2 separate regions of the Oryctolagus cuniculus genome follow, and region 1 is linked to region 2. A link is a contact called in public Micro-C data. All regions are on one chromosome and are shown on one strand. The core of a region is the stretch at or near the end of the contact, and the rest is flanking DNA. Distances in the headings are between cores, read along the strand shown.

Evidence for each region. Hi-C and Micro-C count contacts between places; a contact is called where the count stands out from the background.
Region 1: a contact with region 2 is called in a Micro-C map of ear pinna, with 11 times the contacts expected there. The contact joins two enhancer-like sites. A contact is called at or near these places in 2 of 6 Hi-C or Micro-C datasets (ear pinna and an unstated tissue).

What each region holds. Positions count from the first base shown.
Region 1 is chr7:159,265,607-159,272,971 of mOryCun1.1, reverse strand. The region is part of intron 3 of RERE (arginine-glutamic acid dipeptide repeats); the gene reads right to left. Among named protein-coding and RNA genes, the nearest start is that of SLC45A1, 230 kb to the left of the region's middle. Within about 2 kb of position 2,786, at least 1 of the 8 cell types and tissues checked has an H3K27ac peak or open chromatin away from gene starts, as enhancers often do.
Region 2 is chr7:158,980,374-158,987,527 of mOryCun1.1, reverse strand. No RefSeq gene overlaps it. Among named protein-coding and RNA genes, the nearest start is that of ENO1, 5.1 kb to the left of the region's middle. Within about 2 kb of position 5,822, at least 1 of the 8 cell types and tissues checked has an H3K27ac peak or open chromatin away from gene starts, as enhancers often do.

The DNA.
Region 1 (7,365 bases), core at 1,537-4,036, 290 kb before region 2:
AAGGCTCATTAAGGGCAACAAGCTAGGAAGAACTCACCCAGCAAGCCCTGGCAGTCATCCCCCCCCCCCCCCCGGTCTGCCGTGTCACCCACACAGAGCCTGAGTCTCCCTCCACTTCGGAGCCACAAACCTCTGCAGGTATTGCTGCGTATCAGACTAACAGGCAGACCAGGGGTGAAGGTGCTCACACCCACAGAGCAGGAGCCGCCTTCCTGACCTCAAGGCTCCAGAGCATGGAACAGCCTGCATACGATTATTTCTAAATAATGAAGAGTTCTGTGTTGAGCAAGGTCCTATAAAAGTTTGTAGGACACTTAACCATGGAACCACTAATAAACTTAATTTTGTGCTAGCTCATTAAAGAACAGGGGATCAAACTTTGCCCTTCCACGTATTTGAAGGCTACGTGGCAACAGCTTGAGGCAGGCTTCTTTGTGCTTATTCATGAAACAGCTCAACAGGAAGTGCATTAAGGTATCCCATGAACTTTCCTTTTTTCATTTCTGATTTTTTTATTTATTTATACAGATTTCACATATTCAGATTTAAGCATATAATGATACTTTCCACCTTGCTACCCACTCTCCCTCCGTCCCTCACTCACACTCCCTTTTCTTTCTTGCTTTCTAAAATACTTTTCAAACCCAAATGGGGGCCTTAACAGGCACACCCCAAGTGAATGCAATTCCACTCCCCTGTGCAGCCTTTACCTCCTCCCTCATGAGCCTATTGCTAGTTCTCATTTCCATGGATGAGAGCTAAAATTCAAGAAATGTCTCATGTTTATAAAGAAGACTGCCAACTATTAAAATATGTCAAAAGAGGCTTAATAATGAAAGAAAACCCTCCCTCCCTGCATTGAGAAGTCCTTAATACAAGTACAGTTAGCACAGAAAACCAGGAAGGCTCCCGAACTCTTTACTGAAATATTTAGGCCATTTAAAGACCCAGAGTAAACATCGCTATTCCAAAGTAAATATCTTGAACACATCAAGATTCTTACTTTGCAACTATCTCAAACAGATACACCAACAAGGACTGCACATCATCGCTGGTTTGACTAAAACAGGCTATGGACAGGGGTAGTCCTACATGCCAGTCCTCTTTAGTGTGTATCCATTTTTCTTGAGTGCAATGACAAAGTTTTATCTACACTATTGATGCTTCAGATGCAAAAAAAAAGAAGAAAAACCAGTGTGTGACATCAAATAAATGCTATATGTACAAGTTTAAAGAAAGGAGTGATTACTTTCAGCAATGACTGTTAGGGAGGAGGTAACATCGCACCTGGGGGAACATAGCAGACTTCAACAGATTATTTCTAGGCACAGGATACTCAAGAAAAACATAAAGACAGTCAGGATAGAAGACATATCCAGATCCACAGGGCGCACCTGCACACAGCACAAGAACACAACCTGGGCAACTCTAAGAAGAATCCAAGTCTTGACTACAGCCTGGCCTTTGGTGAGCTCGCAGGGCAAGCCAGGTCTTCTAACAACACTGCTGGCCAAATGCACCGGCCTCGTGGTCCGGAACAGTACACGGGACAAAGCAGCTGGATGGGCAGAAGACTAGAATATGCCAGCCTAAAATGGGCCTCTGGGGCATAAGGGTTATTTTACCAAGAGCTTAGAAAGGTAGAAGGTAAATTGTTTTTTCAGCCAATACAAAAGCTACAGTTTCTTCCCTGGGCAGGATGCTGAACAGCAGGGCCAGGAGGAGCTCACCCACACACAGAGTTGCAAAGGGAACAGAGCCTGTGGGCAGAACTTGCAACGCCTCGTACACACTTTCTCCAGTCCCTCACAAAGCCGGTGCTGTGCTGACGGGTCAGGCCTGCGCGCTGTCAGAAGTTCATCAACACCCCTGACCTTACACTGTCACCCCTGCTCTGCTGGTGGCAACCAAACTCTTCCCTAAACATTGCCCAATGTCCCCAGTTGAAAACCACTAGTCTAAAAGTTTTCCATTTTGTGTTGTTTGTCAAAGGAAATCAAAGAACAGTCCCAATAAAACGTGGCTCGAGCACTGGAGAGCAGGGAATGCTGGCCGCTGGAAAGCCGTGACCGGTCCAGCCCCAGCCGTGCCAGGGTCCAGCCGCAGGACTCTGGGCTCGTCCTGAGATTCTGACAATCTCCTGTCCTGGAAGTCGAGGGCACTGAAACCTACCGAAAAGAACTAAAGAATTTAAAGACACAAAGCACACAGACCTCAGAAATAATCCAAGAAACAGTCTACCCTCTGTTAGTGAGTGAGTGAGTGATCGTAGCCAGTATTTCACAGAAAAAGTTCAAGAACTTGGCTGGGAATGACAGGAAGTATTTCTTCACCAGGACAGAGCTTTCTGTGAGGGAAGACAGAGATCTGTGTCGATGAGCTGGGAACAGGTGCTTCAACGATTACCCAGGACAACACATGCGAATTCGGATGTTAGTCCAGGCAACAATGTCCTAACATCTATACACCCATGTAGTTCTGCAACACATTTAAAACGTCCAAAAACCTGAACGGTAACAGAAATACATTTTCAGTCCATTAAGTGGCAGCTGTACAATGTCTATTTATCAGAACCAAGCCAGAAATTCCGGCAGCCTTTAGAGGTTTGATGCATCTACATTATCTTCTGGCTCAGGTGCCCCCACTGATTGCACACACAAATTCTCTGGTTTACTTGTACAAGGTTTCTGACTCCTAATTAAAGGCAACTTTAAGGAAGACTCAATTTCCCAATGCGGTACCACCCAACAACCAGGGAGTGGCAGCATTGCGTTAAAAAAGAACTCAGAAGCTTAATTCCACAGATAAAGCACACAAAGGCAGTGTGAAGTAAACAAAGCTGAGCCCACTTAAGTAACTGTGAAAGGCACAATGTTTCTAAACAGGCAGGTAATTTGATTAACAACCAAACATCTACAAAGGGACTCAGTAGACTGTTTCCTGGGGTGCTGAAGTCAGATAAGCCAGGGCTGCAGTTCTGCCTACAACCAGCAGTTACTCAGTGACCTTAGTGGAGTCACCTGGCCCCCTGAAATGCGAATGCACAGAATAAAATGGTGTCTTTATGTCTAGATTTCTTCCCCCAGATAAAACCTGATGTGTGAGAATTCCTTTTTTTTTTTTTTTAAATAAAAGATTCATCTGAGGGGCTGGAGCTGTGGTTCAGTGGGTTAATGCCCTGGCCTGAAGCGCAGGCATCCCATATGGGAGCCGGTTTGAGACCCGAGACCCGAGACCCGGCTGCTCCACTTCCAATCCAGCTCTCTGCTGTGGTCTGGGAGAGCAGCAGAAGATGGCTCAAGTCCTTGGGTCCTGCACCCTCGTGGGCGATCCAGGAGAAGCTCCTGGATCCTGGCTTCGGATCAGCGCAGCTCTGGCCATTGCAGCCAACTGGGGAGTAAACCTTTGGAAAGAAGACTTCTCTCCCTCTCTCTGCCTCTCCTCTTTCTGTGTAACTCTGACTTTCAAATAAATAAATAAATCTTTAAAAAAATTAAAAGATTTATCTGAAAGGCAGAGAGAGAAAGAGGAAGGGAGAGAAGGGGGAAGAGACACACAGAGAGAGGGAGGGAGGGAAGGAGGAAGGGAGGGCAAGGGGAGAGAGCAGTGAGGAGGAGGGAGAAGGCAGGAGAGAGGAAGAGACCTTCTATCTTCTGGTTCACTCTCCAATGGCTCCAACAGCAAGGTCTAAGCCAGGCTGACGCCAGGAACTTAGAATTCCACTCTGGTCTCCCTTGTGTCCCAAGTATTTGGCACATCTTCCACTGCCTTCCAGGCACATTAGCAATGACACTCCAATATGAGATACAAGTGGAGGCTCAACCCGCTGTCCCACAACATCAGGACCCTTGTTGAGTTTTCTACAGCTGCACAGAAGCAGTTGTCTAACATCATCATACTAAAGGTTTACAGATTAAAAAGTTGTCTTCAAGGGCACGGAGTTATTACAGCCAAGGGGAGCAGAGAGTATGGGCTCTCCCAGTAAACGTTCCCAAAGCCACCTCCGTCACACAGGTGTAGGAAATCTTGTAATTCTTACAACTCAGTAGCCTAAAACTCTGCTCAAAATCACAGAAAATTAAAGCCAGAAATAAACTTAAGGAACATTTGATTTCAACCAACCTGCCAGGTTTGAATCTTGGCTTTGCAAATTATGAAACTGTGTGACTTCAATACCAGTACCAAGAGGTCAGGGAGAAAGCTGAAATGACGACTCCACAGTCTCAATCTCAGTCTCAGTCCCCCCCCCCCCCGCATCTCTGTATCCGTCTCTCACCCCCTCCCCAACTGCTTCTCCCCTCCCTCAACTAAAAAGAAAGTAAAGGATTCTGGAAATACCCTGCAAATAATCACACTATCAGGTACACTATGCTACATGTACTGAGTCATTAACTAGACAGTTTATCTCCTTTTCAGAGTGTGCAGTGAGAACAAGGACATTTCTTACTACCACTGAGTAAACAAAACTTTCACTCTTGTTTGGTCTTAGAACACGTTCTTCCAATAGCCTGTTACATTCAGTGTTCAGCCAGGCCCGAAGGATCCCAAGCCTGTGGGAGCCCCTCTCAGCACCACTGTCAATGGTGACTGACTGACCGACCTGTGGAAGAGCCGTGACTGAGGCACACCTCCCTTCTCCTGGTCAAACCACCAGTTTCCAACATACTTCAAGACAAAATTAAATGGGGCACAGAATCTTGTGAGAGGTGACTGGACATTTATTGGAATTTCCAAATAGTAGGATCCAGGTGCTACCAAGGACCCTATTTAGAAGTAGTTAGAAGTAGCATAATTAATCCTTCTTTAAAATTATTTCTTTCATTTGAAAGGCAGAGATTGAGAGAAACAGGCAGAGAGAGAGAGAGAGAGATCACCCATCCATTGACTCACTTCCCAAATGCACAAACAGTAGGAGTTGAAACAGGAGGCAAAAATTCGATCTGGGTTTCTAATGTGAGTGCCAGAGACCCAACTACTACATCATCTGCTGTCTCCAAGGGTGCACATTAGCAGAAAGCTGGAACCAGGAGCAACCAGGACCCCAACCCAGGCGCACTCTGATATGGGACATGGGGCTCCTAAATCATACCTTAACTGTTACACCAAACACCTGCCTTTCACTACTTTTACTTTCTAAGATTTACTTATTGATTTGAAAGGCAGAATGACAGAGGAGGACCGAAGGGGAGGAGGGAGAGATGTCTTCCATCCACAGGCTTACTCCCCAAATGCCCACAAGTGCCCAGGGCTGGGCCAGGACACAGCCAGGAACCAGAACTCCAGCCAGGTCTCCTACACAGATGGCAGGAACCCAACTCACCTGCTACCTCCCAGGTGCATTGGCAGAAACCTAGATCAGAAGTGAAGATGGGATTCCATTCCATGCACTCTAAATATGGAATGCAGGCACCCCAAGTGGTAGCTTAACCTCTCTGACCTGGTCCCCTTCAATTCCTTCGCAAAGAAAAATTTGTAGATAAGAAGAACCACAAAAACACACCTTTTCCATCTGACTAAGCTGCTTACTGCTTTAGCACTGGAATTAAGGTGACAAGCTCATTTTCTTTTTCTTTTCTTTCTTTCTTTCTTTTTTTTTTTTTTTTTTTGACAGGCAGACAGTGAGAGAGAGAGAGAAAGGTCTTCCTTTTCTGTTGGTTCACCCCCAAAATGGCCGCTACAGCCGGCGCACCGCGCTGATCCGAAGCCAGGAGCCAGGTGCTTCCTCCTGGTCTCCCATGTGGGTGCAGGGCCCAAGCACTTGGGCCATCCTCCACTGCCCTCCTGGACCACAGCAGAGAGCTGGCCTGGAAGAGGAGCAACCGGGACAGAATCCGGTGCCCTGACTGGGACTAGAACCCGGGGTGCCGGCGCCGCAAGAGGAGGATTAGCCTAGTGAGCCGCGGCGCCAGCCGACAAGTTCATTTTCAAAACCTGAGAGTGACACTCAAGCCAGACTTTCCAGAAGATTACATCAGCACCTGGTCTGTGTAAGATTTAAATCACATTGGATCATACGCTGAAGCATTAAGACTTAACTCTAGGAGGACAGGTGACTTTCTTATATTTTTAGCCAAGATGTACAAATGACTGGTTACATAAAATTCCCCCAGAAGTATGATGCAATGCATAAGGCACTGAAACCCAAGGCTTCGATGACCAGAAATAATTTCAATAACACTGTTTCTTGATGTCTTTGTTTAAAAAAAAAAAAAACCTCATCTTTTGTTTAATTATTTTTACAGTTAAAGTGGACAAAAGTAAACCAATATTTTGATAGGACCCAAACATACATGAAAACGAAATCATCTCTCAACCACTAACTAAGCAATCAAAACTCATTAAGGCATTTTCTTTGTGGGTTACATTGCAGATGAACACTAAAGTTTTCAGACAACTAATTCTTGTTTTCATGCAGATTTTTTGTTCTTTGCTTTGCTTTGTTTTGTTTTCAGTGAAGTGACCAAAACTAAGTACTGCTGTAGTTGTGGCAAAAAATTTCTACTTCTTGGCCTCCCCTGTAACCTACGAGGGAACTTCTACTGTCTATGTTGCACCCAGATCGATTAGGCACTATGTAAGGGAGGATGCTGCACAGGGAAACAGACGTCCTGAAATCAAGACCAGTTCTGTAACTGCTCACATCAGTCCACATGCACATCACCTCCACCGGGATGGTTACTGCTAGGGCAGTGCTCCTATCTGTGTAGGGGGAGGAGGGGGAGTTTGGTTCCAGGGGAGTAGGTGGTGAGGGCAAGGCCAAGCTGTCAGTGTGGCCAGGTGCTGTGGGAGCCCAGGCAGAACAAAGGAGCAGACAAAAGGTGAATTAGCTCTCTCTACACCTAGCTGGACACAACTGCAGGCCTCCAGCCTCCTGCATGCAGTGGACTGAGAGGGACACCATCTGCTTCTCTGGTCCCTGGTTCTCCAGCCTGTAGACAGCCAAGGAAGGGACTGCTAAGTCTCCTTAATCAAGTGTGCCAGTTCCCTTGCAAGTAGCTGTGTGTACATACATGTGAGAAGCATACTGCAAAAAGTTCATGGGACATACAGAGTTTATTTTGGCACAAAAATGTTGTAATTCGTACAGTTTTTCCTAATATGTGTTTTGCATGAACTTTTTAAAGATACCCCCCCACACACACCGCGTGCATGGATTTCACATTTTTTGCACCTTTTTTGCTTATTTTTTATTCCATTTTCCATAAACTTTTTGAAGTGCTCCATATACACCTGCTATTGGTTCTGTCTCTCTGAAGAACCTTAACTAATACACTGATAAAAATGCTGAACATCAAATTCAGGCTTTCAAAGGCCTCCAAGTTAATGTTTGAATCATTTTAGCAAGAAGAAATTTCAAAGATAGCG
Region 2 (7,154 bases), core at 4,573-7,072:
TTAAGAGGTGCTGTTAACGTCCCCTGAGTTCCTCCCTGGCCCAAGCTAACTCCTGCTCCAAATTCTGGGTTTGTTGTTCCCTTACTGTGTAGCTTTTTTGAACGTTATGTATTTATGCATATATACACGTGGCATCCTACTGTTGTTAACCTTTTGCTGCAAATTTTTTCTCTGCTTGATGTTTGTGAGATCCCATGTATGGCTGTAGGTGGAGTGTTTGCAGTGCTGTTTGTGTGAATAGCCCATGTTCAGTCTCTTCTTTGTTCCTTTTTTTTTTTTTTTTAAAGAATTACTTATTGGGGCCGGTGCCATGGTGCACTAGGTTAATCCTCCGCCTGCGGCACTCACATCCCATATGGACACCAGATTCTAGTCCCGGTTGCTCCTCTTCCAGGCCAGCTCTCTGCTGTGGCCCGGGAGTGCAGTGGAGGATGGCCCAGGTGCTTGGGTCCTGCACCCGCATGGGAGACCAGGAGGAAGCACCTGGCTACTAGCTTCAGATCGGCGTAGTTCCTGCTGATTTGGGGAGTGAACCAACGGAAGGAAGACCTTTCTCTCTGTCTCTCTCTCTCTTACTGTCTGTAAACTCTACCTGTCAAATTTTTTAAAAAAGAATTATTTATTTATTTGAAAGTCAGAATTAGAGAGATAAGAAGAGAGAGAGAGAGAGAGAGAGAAACCTTCCTCCATCTGCTGATTCATTCCCCAAATAGCTGTAACAGCCAGGGCTGGGCAAGGCCGAAGCCAGGAGCTAGGAGCTTCCTCCAGGTCTCCAGACCACATGGATGCAGGGACCCAATCCTCCAGTGCTTTCCCGGGTGCACCAGCAGGGAGCTGGATCGCAAGTGGAGCAGCTGGGACAGGAACTGGCTCCCATAGGAGACACAAGCATGGCAGGCGGATTTACTCTGCCACAGAGCCAGCCCTTCCTCTCTGCTTGCTTATGACTGCATCAAGGTTGGTGTTTGGTCCCGCAGTTATGGCACTGCTTGGGACACCTGCATCCTCTACCCTGTGTTTAAGTCCTCGCTCCACGCCCCATTCCAGCTTCCTGCTAATGTGCACCCTGGGAGGCAGCCGGAGGTGGCTCAAGCAGTTTGGGTCCCTGCCTTCCCTGTGGGAGACCCAGACTGAGTGCCCAGCTTTTAGCCTTTGGTCTGGCCCAGCCCTGGCCTTTGCAAACATTTGGGGAGTGAACCAGGTCATGGGAGCTCGCTCTCTCTCTCTCTCTCTCTCTCTCTGCCTCTCAAATAAACTGAATACCAGTAGTGCTTCTGTGAACTTTGTTGTAAATGTCTCCCAAGCATAGGAGCAAGCGTTTCTCTAGGGCATGCAGTGGACGTGGAGTGGCTGAGCCATGGGGAGTTTGTTCCTCTGTGCACTTCCACACGCAGTGAATGAGTTCTTTTTTTTTTTTTTTTTTTTTTTTTGACAGGCAGAGTGGACAGTGAGAGAGAGACAGAGAGAAAGGTCTTCCTTTGCCGTTGGTTCACCCTCCAATGGCCGCCGCGCTGATCCGATGGCAGGAGCCAGGAGCCAGGTGCTTTTCCTGGTCTCCCATGGGGTGCAGGGCCCAAGCACCTGGGCCATCCTCCACTGCACTCCCTGGCCACAGCAGAGGGCTGGCCTGGAAGAGGGGCAACCGGGAAAGAATCCGGCGCCCCAACCGGGACTAGAACCCGGTGTGCCAGCGCCGCAAGGTGGAGGATTAGCCTAGTGAGCCGCGGCGCTGGCCGAGTTCTGACACAGTTTGGAAAAACAAAATGCAGCTCTTGCTTTGCAATTTTTTCTAGAACTCAAATCCCCTTTGGGACTGGCATTGTGGTGCTGTGGGTTAAGCTGCAGTCCAGTGAGAGGAACTGCAAGGTGTCCGGCGGATCCCAAAGCTATCAGGAACAACTAAAGGAAACATGACCCAGGGAAGACTCCTGCCTGTCTCTGTGAAGAGAAGAGATTGGATGATCTGTATATAAGTTCCAGATGGACGCGGCTGGTGCTGTGGTGTAGCGGGTAAAGCCACCATCTGTGACACCAGCATCCCAGTGTCACTCGAACTGGCTGGTTCGAGTCCTGGCTGCTCCACTTCCAATCCAGCTCCCTGCTGATGTGCCTGAGAAAGCAGCAGCAGATGACCCAAGTCCTTGGGCCCCTGCACCCACGTGGGGGATCCGGAAGAAGCTCCTGGCTTCTGGCTTCAGATTGGCCCAGCTCAGGCTGTTGTGGCCGTTTGGGGAGTGAACCAACTGATGGAAGGTATCTCTCTCTCTCCTTCTCTCTCTCTCTCTCTCTCTAACTCTACCTTTCAAATCAATGTTAAAAAAAAAAAAAAAAAAGTTCTGGATGGAAAGCCAGGAGCCAGTTTCTTCCTTCCAAAGGGAGCGGCCCCTTGTGATTCACTCCCCGAGGGTGGGGTTCCCACCAGGGCTTCCGGCGGGCTGCAGATCCTGGGCACATCCCCTGGGCACATCCCCCTCGCCCTATCATGTATGGATAACCGAGCTGAGCGCTTCCTCTCTGCCAGGCGCCACACTGCTTACCATGCAGGTGTGACTCATTGAATGCCATCCACAAGTCCACAAATCTGCGTGTTTGGTCAGTTACACTTTTCAAGTACCAAAGTCCTGGGCGGCCTGGCTCCCCCGCCCCAGCCGCCAGTCTTGCACCATCAGCTCCTCCACCGCGGAGCTCACTTAGTCTTTGGATTTGGATAGAATGACACGGCCTTAACTTGCACATTGACACCATGACGGTGACCCTACGTGGAATTTAACGGTGGTGGCTTCAGGATTTGAGAAGCGTGACTCATTGCCCCCAGAATAAATCTGCAGCTGGAAGGAGAAGCAGCTTGCAAGGCCAGAGAGGCCGTTACATTGTGTCTCGCAACTCCATTCCCTGCTCCAGCATCTCCCCAGCCCTGCCCCCAGCATGGCATTTTCTGGCATTTCCTGAGCAGAGGGGGACACGCTGGCTCCTCTTCCCCAACTGCTCCAGTTCTCTGGAAGTCGTCCCTGGACCTCATGCTCTGACTAATTTCTGGGGGTTTTGTTGTTTGTTTTGTTTCCAGATGGCTAGGAAAATGCAGGGAGAATGGATCTGAGTGGAGCATTTGTCAGAGCCTCTCCGGGTACTCTGTAGTTAGAAGATGAATGCAGGGGGCCGGCACTGTGGCGTCGCCAGTTAAGCCACATCCTGCGACGCCAGCATCCGTGTATGGGCCTTGGATCGAGTCCCAGCAGCTCCAGTTCTGATCCAGCTCCCTGCTAATGGCCTGGGAAAGCAGCAGAGGATGGCCCAACTGCATTGTCCTGCTTATTAATGATTGTCAATATTAACACTCCTGTGGGTTCTTGCCACTTATTCGAAGAAGTCTGAAGACTGGCTCAAATAGACCAGACAACACGGTCAGTTTTTAAGCTTTTTATTCAGCAAGAGAAATGTGCAGGAAAGTGAGGGCTTTATTTAGGGAAGAAAGAGAAGTCTAGAAACTAAGTTGGGTCCATATCAGGCAGAGAGCAGGCCTGGAGGGAGCCGTGTGGAGTGAGTGAGTGCTATGAGAAGCCACAGGTAGCTTAGCACAGCAGCAAAGCGAAGGCAGAGAGCAGGCCACAGGCCACAGGCCACAGGCCACAGGCCACGAGCCACGTGGAGCAAGCATGCAGGCAGCAAAGGGGAGAGCGGGTCGGGCCCTGAGCCAGCTGGGGCAATGGGGGGGGCACTGTGTTCCAGGCCTTTTATTTACTCCCAAAGGGGGCGTGGTTACATAATCTGATTGGCAGGTGGGCATACAGGTAGGGTCCGGTAGGAGCATGAGATGGGGGGGGTGATGGGCGTGGTTTCGCTAAGGCCCCTTTCACACACAAAGGCTGATTTCCAACTTCCTACAAAACAAGATCTCCTGGTGAGACGGAAGCCAGAGGCTGGGGAGGGGTCAGCCTTGCTGTTCTGGAATAGCTCACTCTTCGGGAACCAGATAGGGTCCCGTGAGAACCCTTTAATCCCTTCTGAGGACAACGACCCAATCACCTTGCACAGGGACCTCCCTCTTCACATTGCCACCCTGGGAACTAAGCTTCCAACCCGCGAATCCCCTGGGGACACATCAGACCCCCCCCCAATCCCAGCCACTGCAGGGGTGACTGGGAAAACCATGGATTCTTCTCCCCTTAGGAAGTTTGGATTAAAGATTGCCAAAGAGAATGATCCGAGGGTGGAAAGAACAGAGCAGGCCTTAGAAGCCAGAAGCTTGAAAATCCATGAGGTGGCAAACTTTGTGCGGCCGGTTGACTGGTGATGGCTCAGCAGAGCGCTGGCAGAGACCGGGGTGGTGAGGCCTGGTGCGCAGCTGCTCAGTCCCTGCCCTCCCTCCTTCCCTAGGGTCCCTGGGACAGGAATCCCCAGGAATGAGCGTGCTTTGTATTCTGCAGGAACTCAGCAATCTGGCCTTGACCATGGCCTGAAGGCCCAGTCTAATGCAAGAAGTTTGGAAAGCGAAAGGCAGGGTGCACCGTGGGAAAAAAGTGACTTGGTTTTGTCAGTACGTAATTACTTATTGACCCCCTACTATGTGCTCAACACTGGAGACAAGCAAGGGAAAAGCTGAACTAAGCCTCACCGCAGGAATTTACATTCCGATGGGGCAGGAGGAGGAAGGCTGGCAAGCTGTAAAAACTCATACGGCCGGCGCCGCAACTCACTAGGCTAATCCTCCGCCTTGCGGCGCCGGCACACCGGGTTCTAGTCCCGGTCGGGGCGCCGGATTCTGTCCCGGTTGCCCCTCTTCCAGGCCAGCCCTCTGCTGTGGCCAGGGAGTGCAGTGGAGGATGGCCCAAGTGCTTGGGCCCTGCACCCCATGGGAGACCAGGAGAAGCACCTGGCTCCTGCCTTCGGATCAGCGCGGTGCACCGGCCGCAGCGCGCTGACCGCGGCGGCCATTGGAGGGTGAACCAACGGCAAAGGAAGACCTTTCTCTCTGTCTCTCTCTCTCACTGTCCACTCTGCCTGTCAAAACAAAACAAAAAAAAAAAAAGAAAAAAAAAAGAAAACCTCATATGCTGGGGTTTCAGAGCAGCCTGTGGCACAGAGGGTAAAGCACCACCTGCCTGAGACCCCTGCGTCCCTTAGCAGAGCGCCAGGACAGGCTGCTCTGTTTCCAATCCAGCTCCCGCTAATGCAGTGGAAGAGGGTCCACGTGCCTGGGCCCCTGCCGACCGACCGTGCCAGAACCCCGGATGGAGTTCCCGGCCCCTGGCCTCAGCCTGGCCCTGCCTTCGTGGTTGTGGCCGTCTGGGGAGTGAACCGGCAGGTGGGGGATCTCTGTCTGTGTCTCTCCCTCTCTCTGTCCCTCTGCCTTTCAAATGAATAGATAAATCTTAAAAAAGCAAGAGCAAAACTGAAATGTATTCACTCCTAGTTCTGGGGGCTGGAAGTTTCAATTCAAGACGTTGGCAGCTGGTTCCTTCTGGGTGCTCTGAGGGAGAATCTATCCCACGCCTCCCTCGAGTTCCTGGTGGTGGCTGTCCCTGGCCGCCTGTGACTTGCAGCTGACCCCAGGCTGACTCCACCACCACATGTGTCTCTCCGTGGCTCCGTGGCTCGGTTTTCCATTGCCAGTCATATTGGACTTAAGGCCCAGCCAAATCCCGTGGGACTTGGACTTAACTTGGTTACATGCGCAAAGATCCCGTTTCTAAATACCGTCACCACTGCGGGCTCAAGTGTGTCCCCCACAATGCGTGTGCTGAAACTTGAGCGCCACGGGGGATATTTGGTGCAGCAGTTGACACGACTAGGGATAGGAGTGTCAGCTGCATCCGGTGTGGGCAGTGCCTGGATTGGAGTCCCAGTTCTGCTTCTGACTCCAGCTTCTTGCTGACGGGTGAGAGCGAGAGAGCAGTGCCACCTGCTGGTTCGCTCCCCTAGTGCCTGCAGTCACCCAGCTGTATTAGTCTAGTGTCTGTTACTATAATGAAACACAGGAAGCTGGAAATAACTGTAAAAAAAAGAGGTTTACAGGTAGAGCCTCCGCCTGCAGTGTTGGCATCCCATATGGACACTGCTTCAGGTCCCGGCTGTGCCTCTTCTGATCCAGCTCTCTGTCATGGCCTGGGAAAGCAGCAGAAGATGGTCCAAGTGCTTGGGCCCCTGCATTCACATGGGAGACCTGGAAGAAGCTCCTGGCTTCCTCCTGACCCAGCCCCAACTGTTGCATCCATGTGGGGAGTGAGCCAGTGGATGGAAAAGATCTTTTTCTCTCTCTTTCTTTCTCTCTCTCTCTCTCTCTCTCTCCCTCTCTCTCTCTCTCCCTCTCTCTCCCTCTCTCTCTCCATGTATGTCATTCTGCCTTTCAAATATTTTTTTTAAAGTATGGCAGGTGGATTCTCCCCCAAGGGGCCTATCGTGAGGGGGTATGCAGTAGGGGGCACAGATCAGACTCAACTCTGAGTACAAGGACAGCAGACATTCCCATCCACAGAGGAGGTGGGGGCAGTGGACCAAAGCTAGAGACACTGGGGCTCAACTGACTCAGCGGGATTCTTGTTAAAGGCAGGCCAGGGTGATCAGGTAGTGAAGGCGGGGGAGGGGTGACGAGTGGATCAGATATTGAGGGTGATCAGATACCAGCGCCTATATTGACTCAGCAGGATTCCTACTAAAATTGGACTGAGGACGGAGCCCAGGTCCAGGGCAAGGCAGAAATAGGGCCCAGAGGAGCTCCATGCAGGGTTGGTCAAAACCGAGTCTGGGGCCGGCGCTGTGGCGGAGCAGGTAAAGCCGCCCCTGCGCAAGTAGGAGATTCCACTGCTCCACTTCCGATCCAGCTCTCTGCTAATGCGCCTGGGAGAGCAGTGGAAGATGGTCCACGTCCTTGGGCCCCTGCACCCGTGTGGGAGACCCCGAAGAAGCTCCTGACTCCTGGCTTCAGATCAGGTCATTGCAGCCATTTGGGAAATGAACCAGCAGATGGAATCTCTCTCTCTCTCTCTCTCCCTCTCTCTCCCTCTCCCTCTCCCTCTCCCTCTCCCTCTCCCTCTCGCTCTCCCTCTCCCTCTCCCTCTTCCGCTCCCTCTCTCTCTCCCTCTCTCAGCCTCTGCCTCTTTGTACCTCTGCCTTTCAAATTAATAAATAAATCTTAAAAAACCAAACCAAACCCAGAG